Linked DNA regions of Mus musculus: region 1 is linked to region 2. The links are chromatin contacts, called in public HiChIP or PLAC-seq maps. All regions are on one chromosome and are shown on one strand. The core of a region is the stretch at or near the end of the contact, and the rest is flanking DNA. Distances in the headings are between cores, read along the strand shown.

What was found. HiChIP or PLAC-seq counts read pairs in DNA pulled down with a chosen protein or histone mark.
Region 1: a contact with region 2 is called in an H3K27ac HiChIP or PLAC-seq map of embryonic stem cells, with 5 read pairs. The contact joins two enhancer-like sites. A contact is called at or near these places in 4 of 115 datasets of contacts at active chromatin or transcription factors (bone marrow-derived macrophages, effector CD8 T cells, embryonic stem cells and 1 more) and 2 of 9 other capture datasets (adipose tissue and liver).

What each region holds. Positions count from the first base shown.
Region 1 is chr4:133,899,108-133,904,179 of GRCm38.p6, forward strand. No RefSeq gene overlaps it. Among named protein-coding and RNA genes, the nearest start is that of Rps6ka1, 14 kb to the left of the region's middle. Within about 2 kb of position 1,329, at least 37 of the 459 cell types and tissues checked have an H3K27ac peak or open chromatin away from gene starts, as enhancers often do. A contact at or near this core is called in embryonic stem cells, where this site is marked.
Region 2 is chr4:133,727,407-133,732,290 of GRCm38.p6, forward strand. All of the region lies in intron 1 of Arid1a (AT rich interactive domain 1A (SWI-like)), which reads right to left. Among named protein-coding and RNA genes, the nearest start is that of Mir7227, 13 kb to the left of the region's middle. Within about 2 kb of position 2,910, at least 300 of the 459 cell types and tissues checked have an H3K27ac peak or open chromatin away from gene starts, as enhancers often do. A contact at or near this core is called in embryonic stem cells, where this site is marked.

The sequences.
Region 1 (5,072 bases), core at 79-2,578, 170 kb after region 2:
AGACATCCACCTGCCTCTGCTTCCTGAGCGCTGAGAGTACAGGTGTAGGCCACTGAGTCTGATGGTTTTTTTACATTTTGAAATAATTTTAAGTGAAGAAAAAAAAAGTGACGATGCATGACATTTGTACAAAATTCAGATTTGAACACGCGTAAATAAAGTTTTATTGGAACACAGCCATGCTCCGTTTGTGGCTCCTCTGTGCTTCCTTCTCACTACGTTAAGTAGTTGCAACAGAGACCATATGGCCTGCGAAGTCTGAAATATTTACGATCAGTCTCTTGGGAAACAGTGTGTGGCGGGCTCTAGGAACTTACATTCTTAGAGGAGACAGAGAGTCAAACAAGCAGGTCAGGCCTGTCCAAGTGGAATATTTCCTTTCAGGCTGCTTCTCTGGAGCCCCAACCCTGAGGAAGGGAAATGTTCCACCCACCAGGTGCCACCCAATAGCAGCTCAGCATCCCATCATTGTGACCAGCCAATAGGATCTGAGCTAATAGGATCCACCCAGATCCCCTTCCCTTATCCCAGAATGTGGACTCAGGAGCCGCTTTGTGGGGACGACAGAACTCATCACCCTTTTGTGGGTTTGTTGTTGATGTTTTTGAGACAGTATCTTACTCTCTAACCCAGGCTAGTCTAGAACTTACTATGTAGACCAGAGTGGCTTCAAACCAGCCAGAGTCCTGTTGCCTCGATGTCTCAAGTGATGGAATTATAGGGACAAGCCATCACATCTAGTCTGTAGAGAGTGATAGGGTTGCCAATGAAAGAACTCAGTGGGGAAACCCCCACTCAACTCCCGATTCGGCGTGCACCCAAGAATCACGAATAGAACACAACACCTTGATGTAACAACAAGAGGTATTTTAATGGCGGAGCTCCGGATCGAAACGTATCTCACACAGGAGACAGTGGATTCGACCACGAGGCTTGGAAGCTAGGGGTTTTTATAGAAAAGGAGTGGGGCTGGGGGAGGAATTGGCGCAGTTTCACATGATTGGTCCATTTAAACATCAGCAGCCTGTAACATTTAACTTAGGTCAGAGGGGTGGGAGATACGGAGGCGATGGGCCTGCCCGGGCATGTCCTGGTCTGTTCTGCTATGTTCTCAGCCCCAGGTTTCAAAGCTCACAAACAACTCTTTGGGCTATTTGACATACATTACATGAATTACAGTTTTATTTCCTTTCACCTCTATCCCTTTGTGGCACTGTGGCGGCCCGCCATGTGTGCAGCGGATCTCTGGGCACTGTCTTCATTCCCCTGCCTGGAAGGGGCAGGTGTGGCTTATGGATTTGTTTCTGAAGAAACTAAGACCTACATCAGCCGCTGACTTGCTACCAGCCCTTGTGGTGTCAGAACTGGAAAGTTAGCTTTGGGAGGTACCTCTGGGCTCACCTTAGTCAGAGCTTGGAAACTGGTGGCCTAGGGCAGAATCTACTGAGGGTGGTGGCCTGTTAGCTCTGTTCAAGCACTGAGCCATGCATTCTCTGTAAGACTTTTAAGACATTGTAATGACAATGGGTACGCCTTTTATTGTCTCCACATTCCCGCAATTCTAAATGAGGTTAGTGATAAAACTGTCCTTTCTTGAAGGGCGTGGTGGCGCACGCCTTTAATCCCACCACTTGGGAGGCAGAGGCAGGCGGATTTCTGAGTTCGAGGCCAGCCTGGTCTACAGAGTGAGTTCCAGGACAGCCAGGGCTATGCAGAGAAACACTGTCTCAAAAAACAAAAAAAACAAAACAAAACAAAAAACAACAACAAAAAAACCAAAACAAAAAAACAAACTGTCCTTTCTCTGAGCAGGGCAGAGTGCCTCCTGCCTTTAATTCTAGCACTTTGGGAGGCAAAGGCAGCCGAATCCCTGTTTGTTTAAGGCCAGCCCGGTCTACACAATGAGTTCCAGGATAGCCAGGGCTACATACAGAAATCCTGTCTCAAAAAACCAAAACAACATTCTTCATGGGTGACCTCTGTGGTGGCCTTGTGTGTTCTGCATGAACACAACCCTGGTTTCAACCCCCAGCACTAAAACCATTGTCATTTCTAAGATCGTTCTCCCCTGCCGCTGCCCCTGCCCCGCCCCCCTGCCCTCTTACTGGGGCAGGGATGCACAAGTGCATGTCACAGTGGTCAGAGGACGTGTTGTGGGAGTTGGCTATCCCCTTTTACCTGTGGGTTCCAGGGATCAAACTCAGGCTGTCAGGCTTGGTGGCAAGCGCCTTTAACCACTGAGCCATTTCACTGGCCCCCAAAGAGATCTTTCTGTTGGGCGAAACAATTTGTGTTATCATGGTGAAATTTAAAAAAGAGAACATAGAGCTGAGCAGAGAGCCCCGGGCCTGGATGCTCAGGAGGCAGCACTCTTTGGGCGTTTGTTTGTTTGTTTTATAAAAGAACTGGCTATGGTGGTGCAGACTGTTAAAGCAGCGCTCTGGAGGCAGAGGCAGGCAGAGCTCTGTGAGTGCGAATGAAAACGGCTGGCCTATTGAGTTTCAGTGCAGAAAGACAGCCAGGGCTGCATAGAGAGAGTCTGCCTCAAAAAGCTATAGAGAGACAGACACACAGACAGATAGGTAGTATTATTTAAAACATCAGGCCTTTTATAGGCATGCAGAGCTATGTCCAGTTTATTTAGTGCAAGGGATCAAACCCGTGGCCTCTGGGATTTTACCAGTTTGAGACTCTTCCCCTGTCCTAACATACTGTCTTGATTATTGAGATTTTGGTATGTCCTTAGGTTTTGTTCCCCAAACCCAACTTCATGCCAGTCTTGGCATTTCTCCTACAATTTCTCCACTGCAAAATCCTAGAACGTTTGCCATAATGACCACTATATTACTGATTTTTTTTTAATTTTTAATTTTTTTGGTTTTTCGAGACAGGGTTTCTCTGTATAGTCCTGGCTGTCCTGGAACTCACTCTGTAGACCAGGCTGGCCTCAAACTCAGAAATCCACCTGCCTCTCAAGTGCTGGAATTAAAGGCGTGCGCCACCACGCCCGGCTTACATTACTGATTTTTAAAAAGTGAGGTGGGGACAAGGGGAGGGCAGAAGAGATGGCTCAGCGGTCAAGAGCACTGACTGCTTTTCTAGAGGTCCCGAGTTCAATTCACAGCAACCATTTGATGGCTCACAACCATCTGTAATGGGATCTGATGCCCTCTTGTGTATCTGAACATAGCTCATATAAATAAATAAATCTTTTTCTTTCTTTTTTTTTTTTTTTTGGTTTTCCGAGACAGGGTTCGTCTGTATAACCCTGGCTGTCCTGGAACTCACTTTGTAGACCAGGCTGGCCTCGAACTCAGAAATTCACCTGCCTCTGCCTCCTGAGTGCTGGAATTAAAGGTGTGCGCCACCACGCCCTGCAAGAGTTACTTTTTTTGTGCATTGGTGTCCTGCCTCTCTGGAACTTGAGTTACAGACACTTATAAGTTGCCATGTGGGTGCTGGGAATTGAACTCTGATCCTCTGGTAGAGCGAGTCATCTCTCCAGCCCCCAAATTTGTATTCTTTTAATTATGTATGTGTGTGTGAGAGTATGGGTTTGTTCACTGATGCAGTAGCTACAGAGGCCAGAAGAGGGCATCAGATCCCCTACAGCTGAAGTTAAAGACACTTGTGAGCTGGCTTACAGGGCTGCTGGGGCCCAGATCTGGTCCTGTTGAAGCTGCTCTTACCCACTGAGCCATTTCTCCAGCCTCCGGCCTGAACTTTAAAGCTAACACAGGAAGTTCACCTACTTTAGATCCCAGAGCTATTTTTGGAGGAGAAGGCTAGAGAATGAACTTGGTCCCTGTCTTAGCTTGTTAGTTAGTTCCCCCCTCCCCCCGCCTCTTCCCCCCCCCATTCCCTTTCGCTCCAACCCTGCCCGTGCTCACTCCGCCCCCTATGTTTCTCATTTAAGGATGGTTGTGAGCCACCATGTGGTTGCTGGGATTTGAACTCATGATCTCTGGAAGAACAGTCAGTGCTCTTAACCCCTGAGCCAGCTCACCAGCCCTCTTGTTAGTTTTTCTTTTTGTTGTTTTGAGAAAGGAGAGGGGAGTCTCACTCTGTAGACTTGGCTAGCCTGAAACTTGCTCTGTAGACTCTGCTGCCCTTGAACTTAAGAGATCTGCCTGCCTCTGTCCCCTTGAGTGCCAGGATTAAAGCCCTGTGTCATAACACCTGGCCCCAGACGCATACTTTGTTCTTGCTTTGGCTACAGGTGTTGTTAACTAGTATTTACTAGTTTTTAAATTAAAGCTTTCTAGCCTCTCTCAGAAGTCGGCCACCCGGGTCCTTGTCCTGCCTAGTCCCCTCCCTTAGATGACTGTGTCACAGGTGCTCCATGCCGTCCCTGACCTCCTCACTCACTCATGCTCTGGTGGGTGTCTAGCTTCGTGCTTTCACGTAGGCCATCTTACAAACGGAAGACTCTTAAATCCCAGAGAGGAAGAAGCTTACAATGTACACAGTGGGTTTGTGACAAAGCTGGCACCAAGCCAGGCTTCCCATGGCCCCTCGGTGACATAGACAATTGCCAGTGCCCTCAGATGTGAAGGGAACTCAAAAAGGGACTTTCCCAGCTCAGAACAAGCTAACTTTGTTTCCTGAACATATCCAATGGCAGTACCATGGTGGGGACCTCCTCACCCACTGGCCATACCACCCCCTCCCCACCCCGACACCTCTGCCCTCCACTTGGGCATGGTGCAGAGCTGTAGGGTGACCTTCCCAGAACCTCACGGGAAGTTCAGGGTGAATCTGTCTAACTTCTGCCCCAGCTCTTGACCGAAGACCAGAGGAATCTACCCCCAGCTCACCACCTGCGTTAGCCCCATTTCTTGGAACCCATGAACCTGCCCGTGAGCTGCCCCCAAATAAACCTGCCTTTTTACTCTCTATTTGGCTTGAATTAGCTTATCTCGTTGGTGGAGAAAAACCTATTAACTGTCTCAAAGCAAAAACAAACAAACAAACAAACAAACAAACAAAAATGGCCACGAAGAAGGAAGCATTTCCTGTCTTGTATAAACTGTATTTCATGAGAATAAAATACTTAGGACAAGTTCATTTTT
Region 2 (4,884 bases), core at 1,660-4,159:
TTGTATTTAAATGTCTTTCCAATAAATATTAAATATTCCAAGCTATGTATACAGCTTCCTGTTTCTGCTGTCCAAGGTAGTTTTACTTTGTTTTGAAATGGCATGGAGTCTCACTATGTTGCCCAAATTGAGCTTAAATTCCTGGTCCCAACACTCCAGAATAGGTGGAGTTATTGGCTGCATTCCAGGACATAAGAGTTCAGGCTTTTTTCAAAGTCCTCCTAAATGCCCCAAATACAAGGATGGACAACTGTTCAACTACAACAGTTCCTACTGACAGAAGGAACAGGCAAGCAAGGCAGCAGATATCCTCAACCCCAGTATCAAGTAGGACGACTGAATTAGAAGAGGGGAAGCTAAAATAGTCCTGAAGAACAATGGCATCGAAATAACCCAACCTGTATCAGCAAGGGTTATAATAACGTACACCCAGCCCCAAACCCAAACACATGGCCAAAACTCCAACACTTACCAAGGCAAGCAGGATAAGACAAAACTCCCCTGCACCTGGAGTCTTAAGACTACTCTGGCCTCACAGTAGGATCCTTTAAAGGACAGTCAAACAATAGCTTCTCAAAATGAAACTGACATTTTTTGGTTATCAAACTCATTCCCCTCACCAAAGGTTTATCACGATCAATGGACTATTGCAGTCTATTCACCAAACAAAAATATGTTCAGTTCCAACAAACAGACCACTCTGGTTTCATGTTAAAAGAGAATCTAACTTACTTATGAGATTTAAAAATACTGTGAAAGATATGTGGTTTGCAGTTGGGGGGGGAGGCACCACTCCCAATCTCTTAAAGTAGAGAACATCAAATCTTCATTCATCAATTGAAACAGAAAAATGTCTACCTCCTGTAAAATAGAAACGGCCAGCATCAGTAGTCAGCAGCCACAAAGGAGGAGAAACACCAAATCGTAGCTGCAAAAGAGCCAGAGATGCCACTCTGGGAAAGATGGAGAGGAAACCCTTTCAACAGGAAACCGCGGGAGCAGATTACTGTGATTACGCTTCAAAGGCAAAGGCTCTGCCTCACAGACACGTAATTGAGAGGAAAATGCTGGCCCTTCATCAGGCAAGCCAGGCCCCCTGCTATATACTCTCCTGCATTCATAAAAAAATAAAAATAAGGGTGGGGGGGTAGTCCACCACTTAGCTCCTTGCAGATCACTGGCCAAGCTATAAAGTGCCTGACAAATGAAATGAATGCGGTTCGGGGCATCAAAGGTGCCGGTGCAGGCCTATCCTTCCGAGTATATTCAGTGCAAACAGCTTGCACACTAACAACTTGCAGAGTTCCCTGCTTCCAGCAAATGGCACCTCCGGACCACCTGGCTCTGGAATCACTCACAAGTTCTTAATGTACAGGAAAAGGCCACAGTGGCCTTGTGAACTGCTGAAAGTAACAAGTTGAGCTTTAAGGTTCATCAAGGCTAGGTGTCAGATAGTCAAAAGTAACCACTTTTGGGACACTCAAAATATTAAACATAGTTGCAAATTCTCTATCTGACCATAAGCCACTGAAAGAGGAGACAAAACCAGGCACGCACTAAAACTTCTGAGTACCAAGAGATATTACTCCCCACACCATGTGGTAGTGGCACCAGGAAAAACAATCTCTGATCCTGAAATAAGTCTGCGAGAGAATGGACAGTCAGAAGCCAAAGATACAGAGAAGAGGTGACCAGAAGCGGAGGTAAGGGCCAACTTTTATGCCTAGCTGTGCCAAAGACTCGAAAGAACAAAATGAAAGGTTGGGCCAGGGACTGCCAAGAGCCTCCATCTTTGGAAAGGAGAAGTCCTGACCAGCACACACTTGTGTTTTCCGCTCTAGATGCCAACTAGTCGGTGCCAGGATAAACCTAGAGCCATACCCTTGGATTTTGGGCCTCCAAATATTATTTTGTACTTCTCGTGCTTTCAATTTATTCCTGGCCAGATTTGTTTATGAGTTTTAATAATAACAATAAAAATGCATCCCTGGCTCTTTAACCGAAAGAAGCCCCTAATTGATTCCCACAGTAATTAACCTGCATTTTACCTCAGAGAGCGGTAGTTAAGGAAGTCGGCACTGCTATTTATAACTCATCTCAAATTGAGGGCAGACTGCCTAAAATCTAACACATCCCAGCTGTACTCCTGTTTGAACTGGGGCCAAGGGAATTTTTTAAAGCAATCTTGGCACGGAATGAATGACACCAACAGTATGAGAGCGTGAGTGGTTGTGTTGTGGTGACGTAGCATTGGAGGTGGAGGGGGGGGCAGTGTACTGTGATCCCTCTCGTGCGTGCCTGCAGCTTGAGTCCCAGTACAGTAAGCTGGGAACCGCCCACTGAGAGCCAAACACAGGAAAAGGCTTTTCCTGTGGACCGCCTTGAAGTGAGAAACACATGGCTAATCTGCATAAACTCGAAGCCACACCGACCCTGCCAGGAAGGTTAGTGCTCGTAATCTCTGGCCATGAAGCTGGCTGCCTGGGAAGACTTGGACTGGCGCCTGATAACCCAGAAAGAGCCGAGAGAACAGATGGGTAAGGACCCCAGCAGAATACAGCCTCGGGTCACGTGACTCGCCACATGGCCCCGCCAGCACAAACTATTGTCTGGCTGCAGAGCTTCTATACAAAGGCACCAGGCCTCCACTTCCTGTGATTCTAGGGACTGGCAGCAGCTGTTGATCAGTTCCCGGAGGGGACCCTCCTCTGTTAAGGGCACTCCAGGCAGAGATAAGTACAAAAGTTAAGGCCTCTCCCAACCAACAGGCTTTTTACTTTCCCTGCCAGCTCCACAGAAATCACTTAGATCTTAGGACTAAAGGGACTTCTGCAAGAGCAGCCTTGCTCCCTAGTACATAAATTGAGCAGCATAAATCATTCCACTGTCCCTTTTCTCTATAGCTACAGGCCATCTCTGCCTACCTCCACTTCCTCCCATTCACCATGGGGCTGAGGACTGGTATGATCTGAACCAATCCAAGAGGAAGTACTATGAAATCAGCTGACATCAGCTCTGTCCTGAGACCCTGAATAAGGGACTATAGGATGGGGTGTTGTTTTGTTCATTTGATAGTGTTTTGCTATCTTGTCCAGGCTGGTTTCTAACTCTTTGGCTCAAATGATCATCAGTAGTGCTGAGACTACAGGCAGTTATACCATACCAGCCCTGTGTTGTACTTTTAAACAGGGGAAACATGACTACATGCCAGGACAATAACCTACCCCCCCTACCCTACCCTCCTATTGAGCCTCATCAAAGCCATCTCATCCATGGAGAAATGGAAGTACGCTAACATTTTATCCAGAGTCAAACCCACACGTCCTGGGAGCCGCGTTATATATAATCTGGAGACCACGTGCCAATTTACTTCTTTACAGAAGATAAAAACACTTCATTCAAATTCTGGTCATCTGCCTATGTGGCTGCTAATTTGCAACCACCATCCCCCAAAGTACGTTTTGTTGTATTAAATTCTTTCAAATTTCCCTACGTTTAAAAGGAGAATAAGAGCACACTTCCAATTTATCAGATAAAGGCAGCCACCAGAACTGAGATCCTTCCAGTCCTTCCAAATCCACACTACCTCATAATGATACTGAACAAGCTGGGCATGCCCCATGCATAGCTATAGTCCCAGCACTCAGGACACAGAAAATTCAAAGGATGGCCTGGATTAGGCACCCAGACACCCTCCCAGAGCTAGATTCTAACTCAACATCAGAAAGAGTTAACTATGGAGTCCTATCCAGACCAAAGGGCCATAGAAAGCTTGTTAGTGTTGAGAAAAGAAGACTAAAGAAAAAGTCACTAAACCACCTAATGAAACTTACAGATGAGAGCCAATTTTAATAACCCCTCACGGCTACCCACCCAAACAATCATGCCAGAAAAGCCACAACCAGGCGCCTGTTATTTCTTCACTTCTTCACTGGCACCAGAAAGAGTGCTTCATATAAAGCAGCTAGGAAAACTAATGAATTTCCCAACAAATGAGAAAACTGTCTGTCTGTCCAGGGCACTTTCAGCAGCCACCCTTTACAGAGGAAGACTGCCTTGTGACAGACTTTCCAGTTTCCGTACTTCCAACTATAGTCTCTAAGGCAAACAAGCAACTTTTTCATAAAAATATTCCTCTTGCTGTGTGCTGTAGTCAATGTATTTAACCCTAGCAGAGGCAGGCTGATCTTTCATCGTTCAAGGCCAGTCTGATCTACAAAGTAAATTCTAGGACAGCCAGAGCTACAAAATAGAGAAAACCTATCTCAACAACAGCAGCAACAACTGCCCACAGATCTAAAAAAGGAACACAGGGCCATAAAAACAGGGTAAGGCCCCAAGAGAACAAGTAAAAACTGAAAGGTTATCTATCTGATAGATCTGGTTTACAATTCTCCAGGATAAGACAGCCACAGCAGTCCGGGGAGAGCACGCTGAGGCAGAAGCTGCAATCCCAGTTTCTTACAGCAGCTCCATGGGAAGGCACAGACAGAAGACTGAATCACGGGGGAGGCCATAGGGGATTTGGGGGATAGCATTTGAAATGTAAATGAAGAAAATATCTAATAAAAAAATTACAAAGAAAAAAAAGTGAATCAACTTTAACTCACTCAGGTTCTGGGTCCCAATCCTACCATCCGGGGTCTGAGTCGGTGGTGAGGAGACAGGGTCAGGCGTCCACGTACTGTGTGCACCCTTAACTTCATAAACTCTAGGAAGCTAGAACTGTATGCAAGATCTCATATTTTAAGGAGAAGGTCTTCAGATTGCAAAATACCGGACTGAGAGACTAAAAAGGCCCCAGAGGCCAGTGAAGGTCGGGCACACCTTTAAACCCAGCCCTTGGGAGGCAAAGGTGGATGATCTTGCTGAGTCTGAGGACAG